4 separate regions of the Mus musculus genome follow, and regions 1, 2 and 3 are each linked to region 4. The links are chromatin contacts, called in public Hi-C and HiChIP or PLAC-seq maps. All regions are on one chromosome and are shown on one strand. Each heading gives the region's core, a stretch centred on a gene start, on an enhancer-like site or on the middle of the called end of the contact. The rest is flanking DNA. Distances are from core to core; before and after follow the strand shown.

Region 1 (7,584 bases), core at 494-2,993, 710 kb before region 4:
ATGAGTGTCCACATTTACACCAGAAGTCTCAAAGTTAAAAATGACTCCCAAATGTTGTGAATTTTTTTCTTCAAAAAAAAAAGTGATTGTTCAGATGGTTTTATAATCTGGGTGATTAATGGAATTTCATTCAACATCTGTTGGTACCAACTTTCTGTCCATGTGGGGTAATCTCATATAGAAATAAGGAACTCAGGCCCTGGTGCTGGAACCTCTGGTTATGATTCCCACCCTGGGATGCAGGAACTTAGAGGTGACCCCTGACCTCTCTGTGCTTTAGTTTCTTTCTCTTTAAAGCATAAAACTTGTGTCTGTCTTACGAGGTTACTCATGGCACAAGTGAGTGAGTACCAGGGAAACATGCAGGACATTGCCTGGGCAGATGGAGAGAAAGCAGGAAGAGCCTGCTGCCAGAGCATCATCCTTGCTAGTTTGCATAACTAAAGTTTGCACTCCTTATACTAAGCTTTCAGGAGTGGAATCAAGTCAGGTGTGCCACACATGATGTTTGTCTCTCAGTCTCCGCTGAAGATCCAAGTTACTTATTCTCTGGATCTTCCAGGAAAGAGATGGGTACAAACAAGGAGAGTTGAATAAGGGGACATGTGTAAAGGTTTAGGAAGGATTAAAAGAGATCAGCAAGGGGGTGGGGGATGGGTGGCATTCTAGGACTGGAAGCTGTGTGGGCTTTGACCACTCCTTGGCCAGAGGAGCTATCAGAGGGCAGCACAAGAACCCAAATCTGAAGAGTGAAGTGACACTGTCCTAAGACAGCCAGTAACCAAAGCTGAAGCTCTTAAGAAGGGACCTAACCATCCATGGGACTCTGGCAGAGTCCTGTGTTCCCAGATGTGGCTGCGGTCTCACACACATAAAGCTTGAGCAGAGCCAGAGGACCTGGCAGTGAGGGAAGGTGAGCTGTGCTTCCCAGGGAGGCCCCTTGTATGCAGGCCTGGGAAAAGAAAGCTGGAAACCTGGCCGAGAAGAGGCCAGTGCGGGTGATCCCCTCCAATCCCTTTCTTACTTTGCTATAACATCTTCATTTTTTATGTTTTATTTTCATGGGTGATTTGCATGCCTATATGGTCTATATGCTTGTTTATTATGTGCCTGCCTGGTGCCTGTGGTGGCTGGAGGAGGGTATCAGATCTCCTGAAACTGGAACTACTGATGATTGTAAGCAGCCATGTGGTGCTGAGAATTGATACCTGGGTGCCCTGGAAGAGTAGCCAATGCTCTTAGCTGCTGAGCCATCTCTCCATCCCTCTTACATTTCCTTGATAAGTCTACTTAGGAGGAAAGATCTCTGCTGGTGGCCTCTTGGCAGCAAGTTCTGAACTGACTCAGGTCTCCAGCACAACCTCTACCCTGGAAGCTCAGGAAGGAGTTTGGAATAACTCCCTGGGTAATTAGAAACTTTGCAATCTCAGGAGAGGGCTAATTAGAACAAATGGTGCAATTTGGCTCAGTCCTTGACGGAAAGATGCACGGAGACAATCACCATCAAAAAGCCGCCTGGTCCGGATGTCTGCAAGGACAGAGGGGTTTTGATTTTGTGCTTTTAATTTTCAGCTGACTAGGTCTTAATTAGAACAATATCATTTATTGTGAACTTGCCTCCATGTGGTCTCATAATCGGCTGAAGATAAGGATTCCTACTGTGGGCTAGTTTATGACTCTTGGTGTCTTCTGGCTTATGTAACAGTGACAAGGGAGTGTGGGATGGCTTGTTCTGCTGCTGTACAGATATGGAGTGCAGCTGGCAACTTTATTGGGTTTGCCCCTCCCCAGCCAAACAGACTGCTCTTCTCTTTCTCACTTGAAGATGGTATCCCTTACAAAGAATAGCAATAATTAAGACGTCTGGTCACCAATGTTTTTATAACTAACTCCAGAGTTGGCCTGGAGGGAAGACTTTTCAGGCGCTTTCTTGAGTCAAGTGTGAAGTTTCTGTTGAACACCCGTGGTGCACTGGAATTGTTGGGTGATATAAGTTAAAACATAGACTCTCCCACCAAAATAGCTTAGAATTAGGTTTAGAAAATAAATGTATGAGTAGTGACCAACAGTGATGTAGGTCAACCAAAGGCCAGGGGATTCCCCTTGGATCCCACAAGCTCAGCTCATCAGAAAACACTCTTGGGTCACATAATCCCAAAGGCCCTAGTGTGTGCCTCTGTAGGACATCCACATGCCTAGTTCAGAGGACTGCTGTAGGAATTAAAGACTCTTTGAGAAAACAAAACAAAACACTGGCCTGTCCCCAGTAGTATGTACCAAAGTGCAAAAATGTGTTAAGATGTTAAAAGAACATAGAGATCTTTTCATGTTTGGGCTCTGTGCTTGCATGCATGCATGCGTGCATGTGCCTGTGCATGTGCATGCATGGTATGTGTGTGTGTGCGTATGTGTCTATGTGTTGCCATTCACCTGTTTGTTTGAAATAGTTTCACTCTGCCCTGGAACTTTATGATTCAGTCAGTCTAGGGATCGTCTGTCTCCTTCTCCCCTGCACTGAGATTAATAGTGGGTGGTGCCAATCCCATCCTTTCACATGGGTCCTAGGGGAGGTACTCAGGTGCCTGTGCAGGTGGCTACACTTGTATGGCAAGCACTTCATTGACTGAGCAACCTCCCCAGCTGTAGAAATTCATTTTAAGGGACTCTCACTAGTTAAGCCTGGAATAGTTTCTTAATCTGATTAAGTAATAATAACTAATTATAACCAATGGCATATATATGTATATATGAATAAATTATTGAGCCTAGACTAAGAAATAAATTGTATTAACAATGAATGAATAAATTTTAAGAAAAAAGAGATATTCTTCTTTACAGTGGAACGTCAAAACTAACAACGGTGTAAAGAATTCGATAAAATGAGATGACTTTTTGGCTGCAACAGTGACAAGTGATTTAAAAAGGAATTACAAATCTAGGCTGAGACTAGCAGGTGGAATTTTGATGAGAAATGGGGTATATATTTAGTCAGAGTCTCTTCTAAAAATATTTATTCATTTCAGGGAGGGAAATGGTGAATACATGAAGCAGCCTGTAGCTATCACCTTAGCTGAGTGATCAAAGTTAACACCGTCCTATCGGGGCAGAGCTGTATCCCGAGGCTGATCCACCGTAAGGAGAATAACTAGCATTAACCCCTATGATGTCTTGCCAAAACGACTCATTTGAATCTGATCGTGAAAACCAAAATCACATCTAAATTGATGGGCTGGTGACCTAAAACTGACCAGCACTCTTCGTGTCGATGTCGTGAAAGAGGAAAAGACGAGGAAGAGTCAAAGTCAATAACAAAGGCAAAGATCTGAGGGATGATCTGTCCCCATCCTGCCATCACCTCACCCCCACTTCCACCCCATGCTTTTTGAGAGGAAAGACATTACAGATAAATACAATTAATGATCACAGTTAGAAGAAGAATTTTTGTTTGTCTGCCATTAAGAAAACAATTAAATGACAATTAGAAAATTTGATTGAAGTCTATATGGTAGATGATAGCATTATAGTCATAATTTTTAAACTATTGTTTTTCATAAGGTATTATAACCACATGAGTTCAGAAATAGAAAGAATCAGGTGTTTAACCAATTCTTTTTAATTTTATTTTATGTGAATGATATTTGTCCTGCACATATGTCTGTGCATCATGTTTGTGTCTGATGCTCATGGAAGCCAGAAGAAGGCATTGGATCTCCTGAACCTAACGTTGCAGACAGCTGTGAGCCATTATGTGGCTGCTGGGAATTGAACCTGAGTCCTCTACAGAAGCAGCCGGTGCTCTGCTGAGCCATCGTTCCCACTCTCCAAGCAACTCTTAATTGGTTCAGAAAAAATAAAGCAGAGTAATAAAATATACATGGCAAATGTAAATATGCAGAAAAAGTGAGAATGGGTTTTGAAATAATTAGTGCTATTTTATGCAAGTTTTATATAAGTTTGAATTATTTTATTTTAAAATAAAAAGTTTAAGATATAGTGCTGGATTATGGGGTTGACTTTACTAAGTGATCGTGCATTTCTTAAACATTCAAAAACTAATATGCCTAATATGCAATTATTTGGGATCAGCACAGAAAGTCATATGAACACATCCATTGAACAGTTTTACATGACATTACTGTCAATACATCTATTGTATTTTACGCTTTACTGAAATTCATCAATGTTTTGTCAATTGTGACTGTTTCTTTAAGAAAAAAAAATGTATCACTTGATACTTTCTTAAGCTTCTGATGAGTAGGAAGTAATTTCTGATTAATAAATGAATCAGGAAGAAACTATTTAATGACCCTCTAGAAATATAACAAAGGAGACATGAGTTAAGACCCAAGGTGCCAAGGTGACACCAGTTTAATAAGCAACAAACCTATAATAGCAACCTACCCCCACCCAGACTTCAGGTGTCTAGCAACCAAGTTGTCTCTTAAGTTATTCTTAGCTACAGACTGCCTATTTTATAGTCTTTTTTTAATCCATATCTCCCTCATATTAGAAACCAGGATGGGAAAGTCTTCTCTGTTTTGGTGACATGATTAAGGAAACAGAATAAATGGATTACTACAATGAGCAGTGGATCTGTCTCTGTTCCCACTGGCACATAAGGATGTCAGTTCTATGTAATTGGTCAGAAAAGCTACATGAATAGACAATATGAGAGAAGAAAGTATATCCATTCCCCAGAGATACCCTGCAAACACATGGCTAAAGCGAGAACATGTAATCTTGGAACACAAGGAGAAAAAAAATGGGAGCAATGTAGCATTGTATAACACAAATCCTGCTCATAAATATCTGCTTCCTTCCATTCTGTGTACAAACTATTGCTCTTGTCCAAGGAAGACAGCCAAAAGCCATATGGGTCATATAACTGTCCAGCAAAAGCCCAGGTTCTTTTAAAATAATCTTTATAATAAATGTGGTAAAAACTCAGTTCCCCCTGATTCAGAGATCTATGAACCAAAACTAAAAAGAGAATTATCTTTTCCCCTCACAACTCAAGATGCTTTGGAAGCTGTGGGTCAAACCAACCACCAAGAACTCTCTCATTTGCACAAAAGAGGAACAGAATAAACCCACAGCAAAGCCACTGGACTGTAATGGTTCTGAAATCCACCTGGGCACACTTTGTAAACATCCCCTGAGGGGGTGGAAAGAAAGTGAGTTTTGACTAGATGGCAGATGTGTTGCCTGAGAGGAGTCATCACCTGACTCTACAGCTCAGAGCTCACTTTGATATATTCTCCCCCTGCACCTGTGCATCGTCCTATAGAGAGTATGCACCTCTGAGTTCAGATACAGTGCCCCTGAAGGCAGCCTATTTATTTGACAAAGCTGACCAGGACACATACTACTGGTCACCCTCATAACCATCTGAAACCCTTCAGCAAGCCATATCATTTCACAGGACCCTCAGGAGGACTCTCTTATCCTTCATCTAAAATCTGGTATTATCAGGTAGGAAGACCCTTGTATTGTTGATTTACTCTCCAGCCATTTTTTTTCTTCAATTAAGAATGTATGGAAGTAACAGAGCCTTGGGCCTATCCAACTTCATACATGTTGTTGTAATGGAATTAAAGATAAGATGTCCCTAGGAAACCTCACTCCCCAGTATTCATGTCCTAACGTAACCTCATCTGCATTGAATCTGTAACGACAGAATGTAGTATACTATGCCAAATTTAGGCTAAGCTTTAAGAACACCTGAACCTCATCCCCTTCATCCCTGGGAACTCTGAAGCTACATAAGCCTTACAGTCTTCTGGAATGTATACATAGAAAGGCACAGAGGAGACCTGTGACCTGTGACATGCAGAGTGAGGGGTCCTAGATTCAAGAAGACTCAAAGAAAGACCACTTATATTAGCATTCCAGCAAACCTTCCCTGATTCTTGTAGCTATAATGTTAGTCATGTCAAAAATGGAGGCCATGTGCTGCCTCGATTAGAAAGCACACAGCCTCACATTACCTCACTTTCAATCAATCCTCTATGTTGAATATAGACCTCAGTCAGGCAGCAGTAAATGGGATAAGTTGACACTATCCTGGAGAATCACCCATCGAAAAAGAGAATGAACTTATATGTAGAGACAGCCCTGTAGGCTATTGCATGCCCCTGTTCAGTTCTCTATGAACCACAGGGGTGGGAGGGGCACCAGGAAAGACAGGATGTGGGATGGAATTTGGGTGGCATATGTCTCTGAAGGTCAGAACAAATAATGAAGCAGTCACACCACCCCTCCTGGGGGAGGCAGATTTGACATGGCACATTCTGGAAAAATCAACTAACTGGTCATGGGTTCTGTTATTCCAAGAGCTCAGGGTCTTAGAGGAGAAAGAGCAAGGTGAGGAGGAGCTAGCTCCAAGGTGCTAGAATTCTAGCCAGCCTCTCTCCTTGGGAGACACAGGGAAGTCTTTGAAGCCAATCATCCTCTGAAATAGCCTTGGTTCCTGGAAATGCCTCTAGTCCTTGGAGAGAGATCAAAAGTCTCTGGAAAAGAGCCAGGATATGGGCAAGACAGGAGATACACTAAGAGAGACAGCACCACAGATTCACAGTGTGGTGCCAAGAGCTAAAAAGAAAATAAATGAGGGAAAGTTAAATTCACTCCTCACTACTGTGGCCACAGCAGGCCTCAGGAAGGAGAACGTCTTTGCAGGCAGTTGAACCACAAGCCTGGGTGTCCTGGATGATCTGCCAGGGTGAGACTGAGCCACATTCCTGATGCTGCTCTGCTCAGATAGTCCTTCTGGAGGCTAAGGAAATTCTTTAACAGACAGAGCTTTCAGGATTTAGCTAAATCATGGTTGCTTTCTGAGCATCCCAGCATATTTTCATAGTTATACCTTGGAAGACTCTATCCCAAGTCATGCTGGGACCTAAGCTGTTCAGAATGAGAGGATGGACAAGCAAAGAACTAACTCTAGTGTAAAGAAAGAGCCAGAGGGCTGTGAAAGTATCCAACTGTGTGGTGAGCCCCAACTTTAATATATACCAAAAGGAACCTAGTCATGAGGACCAACTTGAAAACAAGATGTCCAATCTGAATAAACCAGGAATAATGGGAAATTAATACTACAGAGGGGGCTTGAGTCATGACAAACTCCAGGCCCGAGGCAGAAAAAGTAAGTTCTAGGTTCATATAGATACATGAGTTGCCTGCAAATATTCAACCGGCCTTGGTCACTGCTTGAACTTGGTTGCTCTTGTATTACAATCTCAAGAATAGATCATCTCAGTGATGGAGAACTATTGGGTCCCCCAGTTTTCTATAATTTTCCCATTAAGCCAAACTTAAACCAGCAAAAGATCAAACTATATCAAAGCTCATGTTTTGATGGACCCATTCTCAACATGCTTTTCTATTAAACCCCTTCTGATGCTGTGACCAGTGGCTCAACATCTCTTTCCTATCAGATATAAAACCTGAAGACATGTTCCCCTCCCTGTCACCATCATCACTCTGTTCCTACCTAGGAAGATGAAATGTTCTTCAGTGACTGCAGAAGTACCATCTCGAAGCCTGGCAAACATTCTAAATCGCCATAGCCCTCCCTTAGGTACA
Region 2 (7,049 bases), core at 3,820-6,319, 630 kb before region 4:
ATACCAACTAGATTAAATGGTCTCCCTTCGGGTTTGAGGCACACGAGAACCTGGGGGAGCAAAAGATCTAATGATGCAGAATCCAAGTATGAGGAGTGTGGGGACAAAGAAAAAGGATGAGAAACCTGCACCAGAGGTGAGGGTTACAGTTGGCCAAGGTAGAGGCACATAGTGATGCTGAAGAGGTCATAAAGGAAGGAGTCTGCTGATCTTAGCTGAAGGAGGAAGAAAGAAATGGGATCAGTGATGTCCAGGGCCAAGCGCAGCTGCTATCATTCCTAGGGAGTATCTGTCCCAGTGGTTCTGAACATATGGTTGAATAACTCCTTCACAGGGGTTACCTAAGACCATCAGAAAACACTGATATTTATATTATGATTCATAACAGTAAAAAATTACAATTAAGAAGAAATGATTAAATAATTTTATGGTTGTGGGGACACCACAACATGAGGAACTGTATTACAGGGGCGCAGCATGAACAAGATTGAACACCACAGTGCTAGATTGTTATTTGTGTTTGCATGTTCATGTGTGTATGTATACATACATGCACATGTGTGTAGGGTGGGCACATGCATGTGGAGGCCAGAGGTCAATCATGGCTACCATTCCTCAGGACACTGTCCAGCTTGTTTTTGGAGGTAGATTTTCTCATTGGCCTTGAACTCAAGGAATTTGGCTGGATCCCTCAGAGATTCACCTGTCTCTGTCTTCCAAGCACTAGAATTACTGCTGAGATGGGGCTACATGAAAATCTGCCTCAAAAAGCAAACAACAGATTTGGAAGACTAGATGAGCACACAGAACTGAACAGGGAAAGAAAAAACTTTGAGTTAAGTATAAATGTTGAAAGCAAGCCACAGAGAATGGGGAAGATCAGGGCCTGTGCCAGCTTCCTATGGCTATCAAACAAGTGCTTTTGGATCAAGTGGCTTAAAACAGCAGGCTTTCATTTCCTTCCATATAATATATACCAAGAGTCCAGAGTTAAAGAGGTCCATCTGGGAGACATCACAGGTACGTGAGGAAGTCTTGGATTGACGAAAGAGGAGCTGACATCAGACAGAGTTAACACCAACTCTAGGTCCATAATGAAGCTCATGATCTGCATCCAAGATGAGGAAAAAGATAAAGGCATCTTGTGTGTCTGCTGCCTCATGGGAGAAAGAGATAAAACTCCCCCTGTGGGCTGCAAACAAAATGAATTCCTAGAGTATATCTCTGTATGAATCTTGTTATATATTCATTTCCTTGTTTAGCAAATAACCTTAACCCATCTATTACTATTTTAAATTTTTCAAGAAATAAATGACCTACATTGGCAAATCATACATGCCAATCGATCAAGTGCCTAGCCAACCTACGAGACATCTCAAAGGCAGGCACCCACTATAGAATCACTAATCAGACGTTGTGGTTTAATAAATTCACCCTATCTGACAGCTGCCTCTGTCTATCCTGACAGCCAAGTTTCCTGTAGTGTGACATCCTAACTGGGAGGCTAAGGCTGGGTATGTGGCTATGCCCCTACCTTACAGAGGACCATCAGTGGTGAGCTTCATCAACAATAACACAGTGGAGATCCTGAAAGCAAGCCAAGCCACAGTGATGCTGAGTCATGCAGCCCTTCCCTCCCATCCCACTGTCTGTTGTCTGTCCCATTTTGCAGAGGGGAAAATGGAGGGTCTGAGAAGAGGAGAGAAGGATATACCCTCAGTCTCATAGAGATGAAGTGACAAAGTTGATGGTTAAATATTTTCAATTTTGATACCTTTTGGAAACAAGATGCCCTGATATAGCTCAGGCTAGCCTCCAACTCTTTCATGGTCCTAAGTCTGCCTCCGTCAGAGTGCTAAGGATTCAAGTGTGCACTAGTGTGTCCAGTTAGTGGCCTCGTAGTGGTGGCACCTAATTTCACCTGTTGGGACAGGCCTTGGGCTGGGTTGTCCTGAATATATGTTTGAAGTAATTACTAAGACAAGTTCTTATCACAGATGTCACATGTAACTAAGCCAGGAGAGGCAACATCATTAGGGGCTGTCCTTGAGTTGGCTGATTTCAAAGGATGAAAGTTACATTCCCCTTAAGCACAGGAAGATAAAAGTGGGCTGGATACAGGAAGAGAGCTTGGCTTGGAAGTCCAGGGGAATCCCTTCCTTTCTGGGCCAGGCTCTGTGGGACCTAGTAGCAGTCCTGGTTTGAAGATTCCTATCTTAATGGTACTCTGAAAGCCTTTTTCCTTTTGCCATCTTTGATTCTACAGGCACAAGGAGGCCAGAAACTTGCTGGGGTTTCTTGTTTGGGGAACAGTCTGGTCCCAACTTACCAGTTCTCCTTTTTCCTCCTTTTCTTACTGCTTCCTTTGCCTTTTTTTTTTTAAAATAATAATGTCTTGCCTTTAGTCCTTTGTCCAGCCAGCTCACTCTCCTGCCTGGTCTAGAGAATGCAGCCTACCCCTTTAGAGGCCGCTAATAACACCTACTTTGGCTCCTGCTGTGTCCTGAGGAGATAATGGCTTAGAAAGCTTTCTCTGTGGGGCTGGAGCCCCTGCCCAGTCATGTGTCCTGGCCCCAGAAGAGACAAGGCTTTGTGTGGGTGGAGACAACTCCATTTAGAAAAAGACACAGGGATCTGGCTGGACCTGCTGTGTCTAAAAGACACAGGACCTTGGGACGTTTTCCTGTCCTTGAGGCCAAATATACAGCAAATTCCAGGGTTGTTTTTTTTTTCTGAACCCCTGAGAAAAGCAGGTCAACCTCCATAAACAGAAATGTGCAGGGAAGAGGAGAGTAAAGACTATGGGTACCTTGGAAATGCCAGCCTCCTGCGAGTTAACGGGAAGTTGACCTTGTTCTCGATGTTGCTTTGTCTGCCTGGCTCTTTGCTCCGGGTCCTCTGAGATACTGAGCGAAGTTCTCTGTGTTCTCTTTGCGGTGAGCTGAGAAACGCAGCCATTCCCTCTAAGTTGTTTCAGGAATGGCTAGTTCAAGTGTCCTCTGGGTCCCGGGTTTGGCTCTGAGGGCACTTGGCTGAGGTTACTTATGTTTCTCAGTGAGTCGTGTCTCTCTTGTCTCTGGGCCTAGAGAGGGGAAGGGCCAGTCATTTCCATTTCTTGAACAAGTCTCTGCTAAGGCTGTAACTTGGTATAAAGTGCTGGGTTCAAATCTCAGTACTTGAAGAAAGAGTTGAAAGAAACATAATGTAACCAGGAAAGGTGGAACTTCGCAGAGTAAAAGCTCCCTCAGATATCTGGCAATGTCAGTAGGCGCACTGTCCCCCAAAGGCCCTGGTGAACTGAAACAAATATGTTTTTTCAAAGTCTTAGTTGAGTCTTTGTGTGGGTGAAAGGCTACACGTGGTGCCCAGTGTCTTGAAATTGGATAATGCCCAGAGACGTCCAAAGATGCTATACTATTAGGTTTGGGACAACTAGGCGCAAACTAGAGTCATCTAGGAAGAGGAAGTTGCAATTAAGCAAGCGTCTCATCAGATTGGCCTGAGGACATATTCTTGAGTAACGGTTGATGTTGATGCGGGAGGGTCCAGCCCATCGTGAGTAGCAGCAACCGAGGCAAGTGGTGGTCCTGGAGTATAGACAACAGCAGGCTGAGCAAGGTATGAGGAGCAAGCCAATGTGCAGCACTGTCCATGGCCTCTGCCTCAGTTCCTGCCTCCAGGTTCTTTCCTTGAGCTCTGCCCTGACTTTCCTCAGTGATGAACTATGACCTACAAGTGTATTTTCCTCTCGAAGTTGACTTTGATCATGGTGTTTATCATAGCAACAAAAGCAACCTAGGAGAGTTTCTAGAAAACATCCAGAGTGATCATCTGTCCTCAGCAGTGTGCTCAAAGTACCAAGCGGGAGCAAAGGACAGCAGCCTCCTGAGGTGGGCTGCAGCACTGCCCTGGTTTCCAGAAAGGTCCAGGTGTTGTATCTCTAGCTTCTCAGGGACCGAGAAGATGAGGTGTAGAAGCTACCACCTGGTAGCCTTAGCCATAAAAGTAACACTGTGAAAAATCGATTTGGTGGGTAACAACGAGAAGTTAACGCAGGAGCCATTACCCTTCGTTAGCCAAAACTTTGGCAGCGACTTTTCCAGGCTCCAGACAAGCCCCCGGAGAGCGCCCGCGCAACCCAGAAGCACTCCATCACTTATATGAACGCAAACGAGTGCAAACAGATTGTCGAGATGTCTGCTCACATCACCTCTTTTTTCTTGCAAGGGATCCCCTCTGTAATTACATTTTGGCTGTCAGTTCATAAATTTTTCTTATTACAAACTGGCCATTATTGATTGCTTTTTAAAAGTACTAAAACCGAGCCCAAAGCTGTAGATCTCTCTGTAAATTCAAAACATGCTGTGTCTAGTCTCAGTCACTGGCCAGTGAGGTGAAGGGGAAAGTCTCGGAGCTCCTTTGCGGCCTCTGATCAGAGGCAGGCTTCTTACTGCACATGCTCCATCTTCCAGGCTTAGCCACAAGGCCTTTGTATTTTAAGCCACAATGAAAATAATAAATAAAGGATAAACTGGCTTGGCAGACACTGGCACTTTGTTAGCCAAGATCTCATTGTTGTTCTACTGGGTCTGACTGCTCAACGGGTTCCATTTGGGCTTTGGCATTTATGAGCAGATACTAACAGCTAAAGGAGAGAGAGGAAGGTGGAAGGACAGTTAACACTTGCATTTGAAGCTCCTAAATTGGATGGGAATATTCCTAAAATATTCCACCTTGTGGTGGTTCTGTATTTAAGCCTATCTGGTTTTTTTTTTTTTTTTTTTTTTTTTTTTTTTTAAGAAATCTCAGGTGAAGTTTGTGTTCTGGAAATAAAAGAATGGGATTTGTCATTGTTCAAGGTTGGAGGGGAATTTCTAGAATCCTCACTAGTCACAAGGAAGGGGACAATACCATCAAAAGACACGGAAGAGTCCAAGCCTCTGCTTTGGCTGAGCAGCCTGAGAAGAAGAGGCCCCCAGGGTAGGAACTCCAGGATGCTCCCAGCCCCCTAATGCAGTCTCAGGAAACCCAAGGGCAGGCTGCCAGCCTCAGCCCTGTAATCCACCACTGTACAGCCTGGGCTGGGCAGAGAGGGGAGGGAAGAAGCTGCCTGTGGATGGTGCCTGCTGATTGGGACTGGATGGAGCCCAGCAATCAGAGAGCCCCTGAGTGGTTTGCATGGCCCCTGACTTGGGGAGCTGACTCAGGAAGGCAGCGCTACCAAGCTGGCCTAGAAACAAAGCTTCTTTCAGGTCTGAGTCTGTGCTTAATCTCAAGATACTGGGCTGATACCTCAGTAGTGAGAAAGCTAAGTCAGGCCAGAACGGGCATCCCACCTGGGGTCAACAGATGGCACGAGGAGGGAGACAGGGTGTCTATAAACTAGAAATCAATCATCTAGGGTCCTTCCAAGTATCTGAACAATGTGCCAACCACACTTGGGAGTAGGAAGCCATAACTTCTGCTGGGTCACAGGCCTTTTGTTTTTCTTCCCAAGTAGGGATCTGTGGTCTGTGGCTACATGGTATCCACCCTGTAGCCCCTTCAGCCCCAACACTAGCGCTTAGAAAGAGGAGGGATAGACAGAAAAAAGTATGTAGTCACATGTTGTCTTGGGAGCTTTGATACACCCACCACCACCAGTACCATCACCATCATTACTGTAACCATAACGTCTTGTTTGGTTTATAGGATAGCCTTGACCACGACACCAAACCCAAGGTACAGACAAAATGCCACAGCCGAGGCTCTGGTAGTGGTCCTAAGCACTGTTGTTAAGCACTGGGTTGGAGGTGAGACTCCTCTCTCCCCACTTGTCTTCTGTGGATTACTAGATAAGACAAGAAAGTGCTGGGTTGCTAAAAGGAGCACAAATCCAGGGGTGAGTCTTCTGCCTACAGCCACCTCTACTCTACCTGGTGTGGCTGGAGAGACTGCTGAACTTTGGGGCAGTGTCTCCACTCCGGCATTGAGATCAGGACAAAACGAAGAGATGGGGATGAGGGAGAAGTGGGAGGACTGTAGATGGCTTACCCCCAGCCTTGCAGAAGAGAGCACTCGCCTCTCATTCCTCACCCAGTACCCCAGTGTTCTCACTGTCCTCTACTGACCAGTGGCAAAACCATACACAAGGAAGTCAAGCAACTGACCCCAGATTACCCAGGCAGAGATCAGCCCCAGGAAATTTACAGAGGGACATTTGCTGCACTAGGAGAGATGTTGTGAGACTCAAGTCCAAAGACTTCTTGGAAAGCAGGACACATTCGCTGAGTCCTAGCCAAGAAGTAGAATCTGAGGGATGGAGAAATGGGATGAGTTAAGAATAGCATTGTGATGATTTGTATATGCTTGGCCCAGGGAGTGGCGCTGTTAGGAGACTTGGCCTTGTTAGAGTAGGTGTGGCCTTGTTGGAGTAGGTGTGTCACTGTAGGCATGGGCTTTAATATCCCCATTCTAGCTGCCTGGAAGCCCAATCTTCTCCTAGCTGCCTTCAGATGAAGAGGTAGAACTCTCAGCTCCTCCTGCACCATGCCTGCCTAGACACTGCCATGCTCCCACCTTGATGAAAATGGACTGAACCTCTGAATCTGTAAGCTGGCCCCAATTAAAGGTTGTCCTTATAAGAGTTGCCTTGGTCATGGTGACTATTCACAGCAGTAAAACAGACCAAAAAAAAAAAAAAAAAAAAAAAAAAAAAAGACAAGCAGTTAAGAGTATTTGCTGTTCTTGCAAAGGACCTATATTTGGTTCCCAGCACCTGCACAGTAGCTTATATCAATATGTAATTCCAGTGCCAGGGTATCTAATGTCCTCTTCTGGTCTCTATGGGTTACCCATACACATGGTACATAGACTTACATGCAAGCAAAACACCCATGCATAAAAATATAAAGTTAAAAAAAGTAGGGGCCAAGGATCCCCTGGGGTGACACCAGTTCTCCATTGAGCCATGCTTGCTATCTGGGGAAAGAGCCAGCTCCATTCTCTCCACTCCTGCCCTAGCACCATCAACTTACATGTTGCTAAGAGTCTCCAATGGTTCTCAACCT
Region 3 (7,625 bases), core at 1,559-4,058, 800 kb before region 4:
TGCTAGGACAGAGAAACTCACTGACAAAACCAACCCAGAAGAGAGGCAAGCATACTGCCTGCGAGAGTCCTGGCTCTTCCAGGGTTAGCCCTCGGTGGAAGTCCTTGGACATGAGCACCTTAAGATGGTTTCTCAAGCAGGGCACAACTTTGCTTATCCTTTCAGTCACCACTTGACAGGGCCTCTGAATGATAAGTATTGATAGGGGACACTGACTTCAGACAGTGACACAGACTAGGCATCTTAACCACTGTCAGGCCATAACAGCAACTGCACTTCCCAGTGAGAGGCTGGGATATATGCACACTAGGAGAATATAGATTTCATAGTCATAGAAACAGTGTGAGGCACAGATATCAAGTGTAAGATTTGAAAGTCAAAGGTTGACTTAGTTGGACTAGGTTCTCTGCTCCATCCATCATCCCTGACATTGGCTGTCTCCACTGGGACTTTCAGTCCTTTCTCAGTTCAGTCTACCCATCAGGAGACAGCAGAGTATGACTAAGAAGATAGAGGCAAGCAATCCTCTTTGAATACCCACATGTTTCCACTCCACTTCCTGGCCTCCTTTGCAGCTAGGCCAAGCATGTGCCAGATCAATGGTCTGAGAGTGGGGGCAACCTGTGTTGCTTCTAGTTCAAGTATCAGAATTAGAAGGTGGGAATAACCTAGTATCTAAAAAACTATTGCAAAAGATCCTCTATGTCTCTGACACAGGGAAGACTTTATGAAATCACCAGGGCTTAAAGACAGCTTGTTCTCATTGATTAGTGTGTTCCCTTGGAAGTCATGGGAAGCGGGTCTGTTTCTAGATCCCACTCCATATATTCCAACCCCATCTCCCTCCTACCCCATTCTCTCATTGTATACCCAGAGGATCAGCTGGCAGGGCTGCTTCAGGTTGATTTCTTGGGGTAAATGAGGAAGGAGGTGGGATGTTATCTACTGTTGACACTGAGACACACTCAGGTCTGGCTGTTCTGGGAAAACTGAGGGGAGAGACATGTCAAGCCTCTGATTTTTGTGGAGAAAGACTGCCCAGTGGCACACTGTGGCTTGGTGGCAATCCTCCAGGAAGTGCTGTGTGTTAAAAACTCTCTGAAGGGCAGGGAAGATGGGTCAGTGTATAAAGCATCTACCATACAAGCAAAGGGATTGAGAGAGTGACACCAGAAAGTTGTCCTCTGACCTCCACATGCCCGCCATGACACACATCACCCTGACTATAGACTGAACTAGGCACTGCATTGGATTCTTGCTAGAATTCTCTCAACACACCACCATGGTTGTTAGGGTGATTTAGGGAGGTCTGACAGGCACCCATGTATCCCCCAATATTTTATTTTACACCCACCCCTCCTGGGTTCTAGAGCCTCAGATCCTGTCTTCAGACATTCTCCTGAGAATCCAGGTGGCTATCTGGACCTGGCAGGCTCTACCTTTTCTTCTGGACATGACAATGATCAGATGCAATGACAGTCACTGGTTTTATTGAAGTGTTGCAAGGTGACTACATATGAAATACTGATTTCCAGGGCTGAAGAGATGGCTCAGCTGGTAAGTGCTTGCCCTTCAAGCCGAAGAGCATGAGTTCAATCCTCACAGCCAGCAGAGAATAGCCAGGAGTGGTGACTGTGTATAATCCAAGCTCTGGAGGGGTGGAGACAGACAGAAGCTCAAGCCTCACTGGTCAGGCAGATTAAACTACTGTGTCATCTCCAAGTCTGTGAGTGAAACCGTCTTTAAAAAAATCACAAGGGAGATGATCTCATGAGGGGTGATACCCAAGACCGACTTCTAGTCTCTATACCACATACCTGAACACAGGAGCACACATACCAGTACACACACACACACACACACACACACACACACACATACCAGAGGACAACTTTGTAGAGTTGGTAGTTGGTTCTCTCTCTCCCCTTTGCTTGTTTGGCAAGCACTTTCCCTACTGACCATCTTCCCAGGCCCTTCAGAGAATTTTTAACACACAGCTGGACACATCATTTTCAGGCAGACTGTCACCCAGTGACCGTGTAACACTGGGCAGGCCACTGCATTCTCCTCCTTCTCCACAGCATCAAAGGTTTCCAAGTTCATCTCTTCCATTTCTTTGGAATGTCCAGACCCATGTGTGTCTAAGGAGCAACAGTAAAATTTTAAAGTAAAGAGATGCCTTCCTCATTTATGACAAGAAATCAATTAGAAGCAACCCTGGTCAGGGTTAGGTAAACTGAGGTATCCAGGGGCTGAGGGAGGTATATATGCATATGGAGGGAACAGAAAGGAGAATGGGAAGGTACAAAACAGAAGGTGAACGCAGAGCTGTTTTCCCCCAGGAATTTCTGGTGAAATTCCTCACCTCAAAGTTTACAAATTGACTCAGTGGCTCCTTGAAGTTAACCAGCAGCCAGGGGCCTTTTTTTTTTTTCCCTCTGAACAGAGCCGGTGGAAAGCGCACTGAAAAGGAAATTTTAAAAGCCACAAGCACAGAGCAGAGACTACAGATACTGAACAATAAATGTCCTGGTCAAATTGCAGATCCAAGTGTCTGTATTAGTCTGCGTTTGTAGTCTCTGCATGTTGAGTGATGGGGAGGCCTGATTGTGACCGGGAAGTCACACAACAATGAAGCCTGATGTTTTGTTTCCACTTTTCAAAGGCGCTCCTTTTTTTCCCCCTCCTGGTGATAAGGCCCAGGAAATGGTTAGTGACATGCTCGTGGGAACCTCTGGAAAAGAATGCACGGGTATCAATGGTGCAGCCACAGGCCCAGGAGCAGAGCTGGGGGGTGGGGGAGTTGAAGGTTCCCAGTGTGGGCTGCAGTGGTGAGATAGCATTGAGGAGACCACTGGAGCCCTGCGCCCCTTAGTCTGGGGAGTAGGCCCCTTTATTCAGCCAGAATGGGTGGAAGGCCAGACAATGGAGCGCTATATTTGGTTTGACAACAAAGGCCTCAAGAAAGATTTGATAGTATGGGGATGGCCGGGTAGGCGGTACAAGAATCCTGCACAATATAGGCTTTGCAAAGGTATTTAGCTAGGTCCTTTATGCCAGGAGCGTGCTGGGGTATGGATATGTCCTGATCTCTAATGGTTTTTGTCCAGGTCAGCTTCTGTTTGCTAGAGTGAAGTCCCTAGGCAGAGCTCAGAAGTGCCATTATACCCTGGTGCTGCAACAGTCAGGTACTGTACAGCTGATGCACTTCTTCCTCTTCATCCTTCAAGCTCAGGACCCTAAATGAAGACAAGCTGGACCAGGGCCTTTGCAGTGGTCACACAGGTATGCAAACCAGAAAGGGCCACTTACAGCTTCAAGTCTATTCTGAGCATACAATTATAAAGTTTATTCAAGTGGCTCACACACATGGAAGCTAGGTAGTTCCGTAATGACCACAATGACTGCTTGTTACAGGGCAGAGAGCTGGAGGAGCAGCCTGATGCTGGTAGCCTTGAAACACGAGGGCCCAATGGTGCAGCCCCATTTCAAAGCTGAGGGTCCAGAAGCATTTGGAGAGTCTCTGGCCCAGCTCATTTTCAGTGGCTGACAAAGTGGCATTTGATGTCCATGGAGATGGCAGAAGATAACAAAGTTAGCCTAATCCTGTCAGGCTGGCCTCCTCTATTCCTCTGGATGGTATGGCCTTCATTCAAGGCAGATCTTGCCACTCAGTGTGCTCACCTAAATGCCAGTTGTATCTGGAAACACCTTCACAGGGGGTTCCCAGAAGTGAGTTTTATCAACTTTCTAGATACTTCTCAATCCAGCTAAATTAACCATCAAGACTAACCTTTATTTTTAACCAGAGAGAAACCACCCAAAAGGGACCAGCCCTGCTCAATAAGTCTGGCAAGTATCTAGAAAAGCAAGCTTCAGGGCATAGGGATGTCTGAGGAAAGGCTGTAGACTAAAGACAATAACTTCAGAAATGCAGGGTATGGGGCAGCCTAGCTATATCAGGAAGTGCTTTGGACCATGGAAGTGGAAAGGGGGTTACTACTTGACAGCAGTTTTACACATGTAGGTCAGGCATGGAGTGTCAGTGATTCTTTTGAACCGTAATTCTGTTTATTCATTGTCTGTTTGAGTCTTGTAAACCTTACAGGGTTGCCTTTGTACCAGGTCAAGAAATGGAATATGACATCAGGAAGACTTTGGCTTTGGTGAGAGACAATGTAGTCACCTCAGAAAGATAAAGCACTGTGGAGGCACAGGGAGGAAATAGATTCTGGCCATCTACCAGAAGAAGACAGCTTAGAACATGCATTTACCTCGTGGTCCCCATAGAAGCCAATCCACTATCAACCATGAGTGTTTGCCTGCATGTATGCATGTGTACCACACCCACGCAGTGCCTTGAAGTCCAGAAGAGTGCATCAGATCCCTTGGAATTAGAATAACAGATGGTTGTGAGCTTCCATTCAGCTGCTAGGAATTGATCCTGGGTTCTCTGGAAGAGCAGCTGCTAGTGTTACTGTCACCTCGATCTTGAACCATGACGAGAGTCATATCTGAAAGTTGCTTATTCTGACCATTCTGTGGAACTCTGGCATGGCAGCTCACTGATCATTTTATTGATCCAAATGCCAACATTCTTTGAAGGAAAGAGATAGGCTTGTCACAATAGAGGTGCCTAGTAAGTGCTGAATGGAATGAATAGCGGCTCAGTTTTACTTGAAATTTATACCAGCCTCAAAGAGAGCATGCAAGTCACAGAGAAGAAAGTGGTCTTGTTCCTAACCCACACCCAACTTCTATCTCAGCTTCCATTACCCATGCATTAGTTATTCTTGAGGTTGTGACCTGACAAAAGGCAACTCAGCAGAAGAAGGGTTTATCTGGGCTCAAAGTTCAGAGAATCAGAGTCTATCATGGTGGGGCAGGCCTGGAGGTGGTAGCCAGAGGTCACACTGTAATCTGGTTAGAACTGAGAAATAATTATGAAGAAGAAATTGCTAATTTACCTAGGGTTATCTTGAAATGACTAAGTTAACGCCTTTCTATCCCAACATGGTACATTCCTGGTCTTCTGGTGGCATCTTTAACAGCCACCTCCACCTTGGCAACACTTCTGGAACCATCCATGACCTTGACCATGGTGCAGTATGTAGAAGATACCCCTGAATCTTACAAAGAGAGAAGATATTACCAGAAAACTCTAAGTGTCTCACTAATGTTAAGAAGCCTCTACACCAATACTGATGCAATTATGGTTTTGTCTTTATAAATGCTGCACTCCTGAGCTTGGGCACCAACAGACTTTCCAGAGGCACGAGCTCACTCTTGGCCTAGCCACTGATGAAGGAGTCAAAATTAACTTTTACTTTCTCTCTCTCTCTCTCTCTCTCTCTCTCTCTCTCTCTCTCTCTCTCTCTCTCTCTCTCCCTCTCTCCCCCCTCTCTCCCCTTCCTTCCTTCCTTCCTTCCTTCCTTCCTTCCTTCCTTCCTTCCTTCCTTCCTTCCTTCCTTCCTCTCTTTCTTGATTTATTATAAGTATACTGTTGCTATCTTCAGACGAACCAGAAGAGGGCGTCAGATCTCATTATGGGTGGTTGTGAGCCACCATATGGTTGCTGGAATTTGAACTCTGGACGTTCAGAAGGGCAGTCAATGTGCTTACCCATCTTGCCAGCCAGAGTCAAAACTTTCAGTTGGCCTAATCATCATGGTTGTCAGTAGCTATCTCATGTGGATCATTTCTACATCTTCATCATCCACAGGACTGTGCTTCAAGACCAGTTCCACACACTATGGGCTGAAATTGATGACAGAGCCTGCCTTTAATATATACTACTGGAAGGCTGAGATAGGGCACATGAGCCAGAAGAATAGAAGGGGCACCAGTAAGAGGGTCTTAGGAGAGATAGCCAAATGAATAAACTAAATTCTCTTCTTGTTCCTTCGGATTATTCCTGGTCCTGGGATGAACCTAGGGCTGATACAGACATGTGGATCCTCAGAAAACTGTGAGGAATTTCTCCTTCTACCTGGCAAGCATCCAGCCACCAGTAGTGATGAGTGATCAGAAGAATGGAGAGCAAGTGTATGTGCTAATGAGGCCTGGGGAGTCAGCCAGGAAGCCACATAAGCAGCATCTGCCACAGGATGACAGCTTTAGAGGCAAGCACTGTGGGTAAAATCTACATACATTCACATACATATGTGCACACATGCCAGCATGTGTAATGTATGTTTCTGTTATCATGGAAGGCATTCTGCTCTATGCTGTGGCACCTACACACAACATTGGGCAGGAGCCACAGGCATGATACACACACAAAGCCTGGCATGTTTGACATGCTTATGGGCATACAAATACGTAGATGTTTCTAAGACTCCACCCACTAGAAACCTTAAGTTTACTCTAGGGCATGGAAGTTAAGTCAAAGTAACTACAATGTATGAAAGTTGTGTTTCCTCAGGATCTACATCCTCCTCAACAGTTTAGAATAACTTCCCAGGACCCAGAACAAGTAGATGTTTTTACTCTTCAGGTCTTTCCTATTTGTCTTCAGATGAGAACCAGACTCAGTTACTTTGGAAGTCACAAAGCACCTCTCAGTAGATTACCACCATTATTGACTTATAGGGACAACATGACAGTCTGATGCAAGTTTTAAGAAAGAGCAGCAGGCTAGCCATCAGAAGATTTAAAGTCTTCCAGGTGTATATGGCTAACGTCCAATCAGATTTCTTTGTAATGGTTGTGACAAGCATGTTCTGAAGCTCCAAAGAGAGAGTGCCACATTTGACTAGTAATGCCTAAGTGAGCATCCAAATACAAAAGAGGGATATGTATTAATCAGAGTTTTCTAAAAACATAGAACTGAGAGAGAGAGAGAGAGAGTATATATGCATACATATACATAAAACATACTAAAACATAAAGGGTATTTGTTTCATTAGATTAGACTATAGATGTGGTCAGCGTTGGATACTCAATCAATGGCTATTTCACACTGGGAAGGCTAAGAACCTGTAGCTTCTCAGTTCATGAATCTGGATGCCTCAGCTGTCCCTGTTTTGCCCTGAAAGCCTAGAAGATGGTTGGAGTTTGCACTGGAAGTCCAAAGAAGCTGCTTCTGCTATTAGTGAAGGGATGCTGCAACAGCAGAATAGATGAACTTGCCATCAAGAATGGGGACAAGCAGGCAAAGCTTCCTTCTGCCATGGTTCTGTCACCAGAAGGTTCTGACCACATTTAAAGTTCATCTTCTTGCTTCAAATCTTCCAAACAAGACAATCCCTCACAGGAATGCATAGCAGCCTGTGTTTTAGTTGATTCTAGATGCAGTCAAGCTGACAGCCAAAGTTAGGGAGCATGGGGTATGTCTGGCCTGTATATTCACAAGAAAATTTAAGTATGTATTGTGATGGTCCTCATGCAGGATCTGGATGTCTGGTAGCATGAGTGAGGACAGGGACCATGCATATACCGCTTTCTTCTCTCCCAGCTCTCCTTCAATCTTAAGAAAACCTCCGGATTGCTGATAAGGCGCTTTGTGACCTGTGTGAGTTCCATGGAACCTCAGTTTATCATCTGTCTCTGAATAGAGGGATGTCCTTAAGGATCTCCAAGGCCATGTAGTAAAGCCTCAACCTGTGGTCATGAAAAGAGTTGCA
Region 4 (7,305 bases), core at 1,365-3,864:
GAAGTAAACAGAAGAATCTGGAATGATGAGCAACAAGAGGAAGACCTCCCATAGATAGAAGCAAGAATAAAAGAGAAATTGTTAAGCAGGCAATGGAAGGAAGAGGCTCCTAATGTATACTCCATGTTAATTAGCTTCCATATGAACTCCAGACAAGAGAGAGGTGGGATGGAGGTAGAGAGCACACCTAGGATGAGCCTGGAGAAATGCAGAGACTGGCTGTTTCTGCTTTCTGGAAAACAACTGGAGGGTTCAGAGTTTAGAGGCTGTGTGTTAAAATGGCTTGAAGGCTGGTTGGAAGGAAAGGAGTCCTTAACAAGAAATGTTGAGATTTCCATTGCTCACAACTGCCTCCAGATAGCACAACTAGAGAACCATGAAGGGTACCTAGTAGGCCAGATTTTTATTTAGCAGTGTTCCTTAGAACACTGGACCGTCCATAGACCTAACATCCAGAAGGAAAGTCCAAATCTGCACTTCCATCTGAGAAAGCTTCCCCCATTTGTGTCTGAGCAAGGCTCCACCTGGCCCAGCTCTGAATTCCTGAGCCTTGAACTCTTCAGCTGCCTCAGCTGCCTTCCTGAGAATTCAAACCAGAAACCCTGTCCAGAAACCCTGTCCAAATCCTACAGGTCAAACCAAATGACCTGCCCTAAAAAGCTGCAAAGAGAAGTGCCAAGATAGGTGTCAAAGACCAATTCGCAGGGAAGAGCCATTCAAACAGATGAGCCATTGCATAAGCAAACATGGGCGCCACTGGGTTCCTCCTAATTGCTGAGGCAGGTTTGGCTTTCCCAATACCAGCACATTGGTCTTTTAAAATCACAGAGTATTCTGGGATCTGGGAAGCAGAACCAGCCGACCAGAAAACAGGCCTCTGGGCTGGCGGGAGGCAAGAAGGAAAAGAAAAAGATTTCTGTGATCCAAGGCCCTAGTACCTTCTGAAAAGGAGCTCAAGAGACCGCTTTAGATTTCAAGTCATAAACTAGTACCAAAGTAGATGGCTGAGGGGCAAACAACCCAGAGCAGGTGACATATTTCGTCCCAAAGGAAGAACACTAAAGTTTGGGGTCTGGGCGTCACAATCCAGACTGCACTGGGTGACATGTGGCCCGGGGGAAGTAGGGGTGTGTGCTTGCTAAGGGTTTCCTCCAAAGCCTTGAGCACCAGCTGTACTACGCAAGTGGGTGAGGCAGAAAGCCAGGCATCCATCCGCTGGTCTGGTGGGCTTCCCACCTGATCCGCACGCCTGCGGGTTCCAAGAAGTCTATGAAGGGCACCCGACACCGCATCCCAATCCTGGAACACACAAGCTCACTTCTAGGGTCTGGAGCCAGCTCGACTTGAACCCAGCCTTTGAAATGCCAGGACTGAGAAGGGAAGAAGAGGCCAGCGGGTGGGGCTGACTTACCTGCCTGCTGCGGTTGCTGCCTGGGCGCCCGCTGTGTTTGTGTCCCTTTGCACCTCGACCAACCAAAGGCAACTCGGCTTTGTTAAGTTTGGCCTCGCACCTCCAGAGAAGAGGCACGAACTGGCAGAGACAAGGCGCGTTCCTGGAGAGAGGTTCCCCCTGAACTTGGGAAGGGCAATGCAATTAATCCTGCTTCAGAAGTTAATATTTAAAACACCCACGCAAAGAGAGAGAGAGAGAGAGAGAGAGAGAGAGAGAGAGAGAGAAGAAAGAAAGAAAGAAAGAAAGAAAGAAAGAAAGAAAGAAAGAAAGAAAGAAAGAAAATAGAACAGCCGTTAAAACCTCGAATTCTCCCTTTGAAAGGCTCTTTTACACTAACCGGGCGGATCATTCAGACCTACATGACTTCATCTTAAGGTGGCCAACTTCTCGCAGGAAGGGCTTCATGGCTACTGTGTAAACAGGACAAATATGTCACTCACTCCAAAACACCAAGGAGAACTTTTAACAAAACGAAGAGTATGTGAACGAGTGTAAAAGGCAAAAGGGAAGAAGTTGAAAAACTTTAATTACAGCGTGGAGAAAAGTTTTCGCCATTGGTCTCCTTAACCCTGGATGACAAACACCCAAGCGCTCTCGCAGCCCGCGGCACTTTTGTTTAAGTTTGGGAGAAGCAGATAGTATCAGCTCCCAAATAACAGTGCCCTTGGGACAGGCAGTGCCTCAAAGAGGTTGGAACTCGGGTTTCAGCAACAAAAGCAAACTGTGAATAATATTCTTCGTCCTTTAAGATAGCATTTCGCAGAAGGACAAGGCACTGCGCCTGTACTTTAAACGGATGGAGAATAACATTAAATTTCATCTGAATCTGAGAGTCATCCAGTTGAAAAAAGCATAGCCACGGTGACAAGAGCAACAGAGCACTGTCACAAAGGTAGGAAAAGTGGTAAAAATGCATGAACTTCTGTTTTCAAAGAACAATAAAGATAAATAAAAAGTAAGTTTTCTAGACATGCCTTTCCTAGCTTAGGAAAGTTAATTTCCCAATGTGCTTTTGCTGTCAAAGGTGCAAAGCCAAGGCGAGGGAGTGCGTGGCTGGAATCTGCATGCTGATAAGAGAAGGGTGATGTACTTACAGTGACAGAGGGCAGGCTGCGGGAGAAAAGCTGTTTGTGTTAGCCTGCGAGTTACCCAGGGCTGCAGTGAGAGCCGAAGGGAGGAGGCGTGGGAGTGCCCGTCTGCGTACACCTTCACCGCGTCTCATTACATCTGCCAGCCTCTCTCTCCCTCTCTCTTTCATTTCCACATTCCCTTTGTTCCTGAAAAAAAAAATCTACACGTCACATCAGAGTCCCCAGATGCAGTCTACACCAAAGAAAAAAATGAATAATTCAATCAAACTGTGCATAGTCTCTAAGGCAATAAATCTATCGCACTTAAAGAAACGAAGGGTAATTACTACCATAGAATTAGAATAAGGCCAAAGACCAGAGATGTCGCTGAGTCTCTGGATAAACTCCACAGTCAAATAAAGTTTCATTTATTTGATCCTTTTTACATCTTGAACGGGAAGTCAGACAAAAAATTAAACTTATTTTAGAGCTATTCGCATCTTTTGAAACACTGTCTAGAGAGTGGGGGAGGGTATTAGAGGGTCTACCTTGTTCAAAAGCTCCCAAAGACATCAGCTGAGCGCCCGGCACAGACACCAACCAAGACAATGCGTGCTGGTGGAGTCTGTCCAGAGCCCATTTCTCCCACTCCACCCTCCTCCACTCCCCTCTCAACAGCAGAGCGCCCTCCGCTAGCCCACAACTGTGACTCTACAGGAGGGCAGCTGTAATCTGAGAGCCTTACCTGCGGCAGTGCGAAGACCCCAAAGAAACTGTCTTTCGCTGCCACCAACACCCCGTGCCATTCCTACGCACCCCTCCAAAGTCCTGTAACCATCTAGTTCTTCCATCTGCCTACAAGAAACTGTATACCGGATTTCCCCCCCCACGACTGAATGGAAGCTCTATACGGAACTGACTTCTGGATATGCCTTGGGTTGAGTTAAAGCGATGTCTGGAAAGGAAAAGAAGGGGAGGAAAAAAGGAGGGGGCAGCTCAAGCCCTATCCAAGTTAGTCAGAAGGCGGTGTTAGGCGGGAAGCGCCTACGGGAGAAACAGCTGGGCTGCACACTGGCCGTGCAGATCGCAGTTCTAGGAACCGTGTCCTTCGTCCCTGAGGTAAGACTGTATGACTGCCGCATGCTTATTCTTTCACTGTCCGTGTCTCTCTTCTCCGCCCACAACTACCCCTACCCCTAGGGTCGGCCTGCGCGCACCCTAGAGGACTCCAGCGCAGCAAAGAGTTGTATATACCGGAGCCACTCATAAATCGTGGGTGTCACTGAACAGAGATCTGCAAACCTGCTGTTTGCCACAGCAATCAAACCCTCTGTCCTGCCAGTTGCTCACTGACCCAGGGTACTCAGGCCGCACAGTGGGCAGAAGCCCGGACCAGCCAGATCACAGGGGACGGGAGGGGGGTTGGGGGGACTGCAGGCTCAGGTGACGCCAGGAAAGCTCCAGCGTCCCAAACGGGGCTAGTTTCCATCCTAGAAGCGCTTCTGCCTGCTTCGGCGATACAGAAGCGCAGGCTACGCGCACGTGCGTGTACACACAGAAAGAGAGTCATTCAGTCATTCAGTCACGCACGAACGCACGGCTGACATTCCGGCCCAACGATCCATCTACAAGGGCCCCTTTAACAGTCAATTCAGCTCTCGGAGGAGCCGCTGGGAAACTGGAGTTCGTGGAGGAGCCCATGGGTGCCAACTGCCAGTGCAGCCTTTGTTTACGTGCCTCGGTCGCCACCTTGAGGTGGAGCTCAAGAGTGCGCTGGGCTCAAAGCCACTACGACCCATCATGCAGGCAGAGCTGGCAGCCAGGACGACCTCCGGGACAGTTTTTGTTTTGTTTTGTTTTTTGTTTTTTGTTTTTGTTTTTGTTTTTGTTTTTGTTTTAAGCCTACGAAGGTCCCCCTGGAGCAGAGGAGTCCCGGAAGCCGTACTGCTGGGAAACCCAGATCAGAAGATGGCAGAGCGACACCTGCAAAGTAGCTAATGCCAGTACTCAGTGCATTCTCTCACTAGACTACAAACCTGGGGTTAGAGAACAGATCCGAGACCCGGACTTTCAGCACTAACTACCCAGGCAGGGAACGGGTAGATACCTTGAGAAAGACACAGCCTCGGCTCCTACAGGACGGAGGTCATGGCTCAGGGCGGCCTCGGCCTCCCTTGGGTTCCTTTGCTTGCTCTTCGATGGGAGACAAAGGTACTTAGAGATGCAAGCAGTCATAAGCAGAGGTCTTAAGATGAGAACTGAAAACAAGAGAGGAACGTTGAGACAGCATAGCTATGTGCTGCAAAAGCTGAGTCTCAAGTGTCCCACTTCCCAAAAACTCAGGCCTTCTGGGCACCTTAAGAATAGGTTTGGCAAAACAGTAGTGTGCTATTAATTGTATCACCTGCTTCCATCGTCTTAAGCTCATTTTCACTCACTGCTCTGCAGATATATTTGCAGTTTGTATATCAGGCTTTTAAGAGCCCTCTTGTTGAATCTTGCAACAACCTACTGCAGTTGTTCTTTGTTATTCCTGGACAACTGCCTTCAAGACTTGGAGGCATCTTACAAAGCCATCCCAAAGGTTCTCCTCAGAGAACTGCCCTGAGAACACTTCTGAGATTTTTCACTGCTGCTTGAGTACATAAATGTTATTTAAATATGATGTTTTACAAAAGGAGAATTGTTTAAGAAAAAGGACACTTGGGAACTATTTTGAGTTATATGAAAGCTTAAACCAGGACTGGCTGACACCAGCTGTGGCCTCCAGTATTTGGCCAGCAATAAATAAATGAAAGAAAATTTGTAAATAGGTCCACAGCAATATGATGCTAATAGCCAAGAGGAAATGTTTTCTCTGAAAGGAGAAGCAACAAGCCTCGAAGCCAGACCTCTCTCCTGATTTATGCCACAGCCCAGCAAATCAACAGTGCCTTCGCTCATGTGGAAAGCTGAGTACTATTGAATACAGTACTGAATTTTCCCAGGGAATCCCAATCATAGAAACACCTGTGCTAAGTAATGTTATTCTAATCCACTATGAAAATCGTAAGTATGTAATAGCCCTCAAATCATCTCATTTCTTAGTCACAGTGGGGTGGGCCAACTTCATGGAAGAACATTAGGCTTGCACAATGCTCCAAAGCCTTAACTCAAAGGAAGCTTGGCTTTACTATACATAATACTGGCCATTCATTTTATCTTAAATGAGACGGGCAAACACTAGAGCCAACATAACTGGCAGAAACCAAGCTTAGGTAGAAATATCAAAGAACTGGAAAATACATTGAATGTGTAGAGACCAATTCCATAATTTTTAAACAAAAATCCTTGCAATATTAAGCTGACATTATTCAATGGGCATACTTCACATTACTATAAATAGAAAATAAATAGGAAAATGTAATGAAATTACGCCATCAAAAATACAAGGATCTGGTTGGAAACCACTGTAACCCCTACCACCGCTCCAAGCCCCATATAAACCAACCGTGCTTTAAAATCATCAAGCTAACCTGTTTGAACTGCTCCATGAAAGAACAAGTCAGGATTACAGCTGCTTTACCACTGGATGCCACTGAAGCTAATGCCAGGCAAACAGTCACAGGAAATAGAAAGGCTTATCACACATCCAAATGCTCCTTTGAAAAGCCTATATGGAATTTGGGGTTTTTTTTAACCAAAATAAAAGTGATCTGGACAATTTACAAATTTAACACACAGGGTGGGGGGATACAATGAAAAGTTATGTTTCAAACACAGCAGTAAACTCCCTCACTAAAACTCCCCAGTACCCCCTCTCAGTGAGTGTGATACTGAGTTGCCTTTGCACCGTGGCCCACTGTCACACTGCCTCATAGGTGCTGACTGACTGACTAAACCTTCCTTCCAGACCAGAAGTTTACCACTCGCTACGATGACTGTCATTCCATTTAGGATACACTCGAGCTACACAGGAAACAGTAGGCAAATCAATATGACACCTGTTGTAATTGCCTCATAAAAGACAGACAAGGGTCCGCTCACCAGTTGCTGCCAGCAAAGCAGCTTACTGACATTGTCCTTCTTCAGAAGTTTGATTAGTTGCTTTAGAATTTTATGTTTTATGCATTGTGTTTTTAAAACTGAATTTGGTGTCCTATAATTTTAAAATGTGTTTCTTAACAATCTCTCTTTTGAAACTACAGATTGCTTTTTAAAATGTCTAAGTATAGGATTTCTGTTGCATTCACCGAGAGCCTAACATGTGAAAAGAAAATAATTAAAAGCATGTTAACCAAGGATTTATGTTTTGCATTTTTATAATTCAATGAACACGAATTAAAAATGACTTTTATAAAATATATTAGCAAAAATGGTGTTTGATAATTCCACCTGATGTTAAATTATCTTATTCATTATATATTGTTTAAATTAAATTACCTAATTTTTATCAACCAACAAATTATATACATTTCTAAAATAAATTTTTTTAATTATACATTTCTAATTTTTCAAGTGGTATATCTAAAAGCATCTTTATTTAACAAGAGAGTCCATGGTTATAAGCCATAGACTAAATAGCATATTTTATTTTTGAATCAGTCCTAAAAAAAATTCAACCTGTATTTCAAATCAAAATGTTTAATATCAGTGCTAGGCAAATATCCTTAAACTGATGATACATGTCATTATCATACATCATAACCATACAATAGCGATATGAGCTTCTTGAACTCAAACAACTAAAGTTGAAGGAATAAGCCAGTGTTCCCAAGGATTTGAATAGTCACTGTTGCTTAA

Evidence for each region. A called contact is a pair of places that touch in the nucleus more often than the background predicts. HiChIP or PLAC-seq counts read pairs in DNA pulled down with a chosen protein or histone mark.
Region 1: a contact with region 4 is called in a Hi-C map of the N1E-115 cell line, with 6 times the contacts expected there. The contact joins the enhancer-like site here to the promoter of Sox6 in region 4. A contact is called at or near these places in 16 of 39 promoter capture datasets (the 3T3-L1 cell line, the HPC-7 cell line, the SN4741 cell line and 10 more), 4 of 484 Hi-C or Micro-C datasets (the HPC-7 cell line, the N1E-115 cell line, Sertoli cells and 1 more), 19 of 115 datasets of contacts at active chromatin or transcription factors (SST interneurons, T-cell acute lymphoblastic leukemia, craniofacial prominence and 14 more) and 3 of 9 other capture datasets (adipose tissue, embryonic stem cells and pancreatic islet).
Region 2: an H3K27ac HiChIP or PLAC-seq map of embryonic brain shows a contact between it and region 4, with 6 times the contacts expected there. The contact joins the enhancer-like site here to the promoter of Sox6 in region 4. A contact is called at or near these places in 20 of 39 promoter capture datasets (the 3T3-L1 cell line, 3T3-L1-derived adipocytes, the HPC-7 cell line and 13 more), 1 of 15 datasets of contacts at CTCF or cohesin (stem cell-derived epiblast-like cells), 6 of 484 Hi-C or Micro-C datasets (the G1E-ER4 cell line, the HPC-7 cell line, the N1E-115 cell line and 3 more), 21 of 115 datasets of contacts at active chromatin or transcription factors (SST interneurons, astrocytes, bone marrow-derived macrophages and 17 more) and 3 of 9 other capture datasets (embryonic stem cells, macrophages and pancreatic islet).
Region 3: an H3K4me3 HiChIP or PLAC-seq map of embryonic midbrain shows a contact between it and region 4, with 12 times the contacts expected there. The contact joins the enhancer-like site here to the promoter of Sox6 in region 4. A contact is called at or near these places in 24 of 39 promoter capture datasets (3T3-L1-derived adipocytes, the C10 cell line, the HPC-7 cell line and 15 more), 38 of 484 Hi-C or Micro-C datasets (the Ba/F3 cell line, CD4 T cells, the HPC-7 cell line and 26 more), 17 of 115 datasets of contacts at active chromatin or transcription factors (cardiomyocytes, craniofacial prominence, embryonic basal ganglia and 12 more) and 5 of 9 other capture datasets (adipose tissue, embryonic stem cells, liver and 2 more).

What each region holds. Positions count from the first base shown.
Region 1 is chr7:115,326,743-115,334,326 of GRCm38.p6, forward strand. No RefSeq gene overlaps it. Among named protein-coding and RNA genes, the nearest start is that of Gm45999, 68 kb to the right of the region's middle. Within about 2 kb of position 1,744, at least 6 of the 459 cell types and tissues checked have an H3K27ac peak or open chromatin away from gene starts, as enhancers often do. A contact at or near this core is called in the N1E-115 cell line, where this site is marked.
Region 2 is chr7:115,406,577-115,413,625 of GRCm38.p6, forward strand. No RefSeq gene overlaps it. Among named protein-coding and RNA genes, the nearest start is that of Gm45999, 12 kb to the left of the region's middle. Within about 2 kb of position 5,070, at least 25 of the 459 cell types and tissues checked have an H3K27ac peak or open chromatin away from gene starts, as enhancers often do. A contact at or near this core is called in the G1E-ER4 cell line, the N1E-115 cell line, astrocytes and 2 more, where this site is marked.
Region 3 is chr7:115,231,298-115,238,922 of GRCm38.p6, forward strand. No RefSeq gene overlaps it. Among named protein-coding and RNA genes, the nearest start is that of Gm34282, 100 kb to the left of the region's middle. Within about 2 kb of position 2,809, at least 13 of the 459 cell types and tissues checked have an H3K27ac peak or open chromatin away from gene starts, as enhancers often do.
Region 4 is chr7:116,036,130-116,043,434 of GRCm38.p6, forward strand. It overlaps Sox6 (SRY (sex determining region Y)-box 6), which reads right to left and starts at 2,615. Exons shown (of 16, transcript NM_001025559.3): 1 at 2,548-2,615.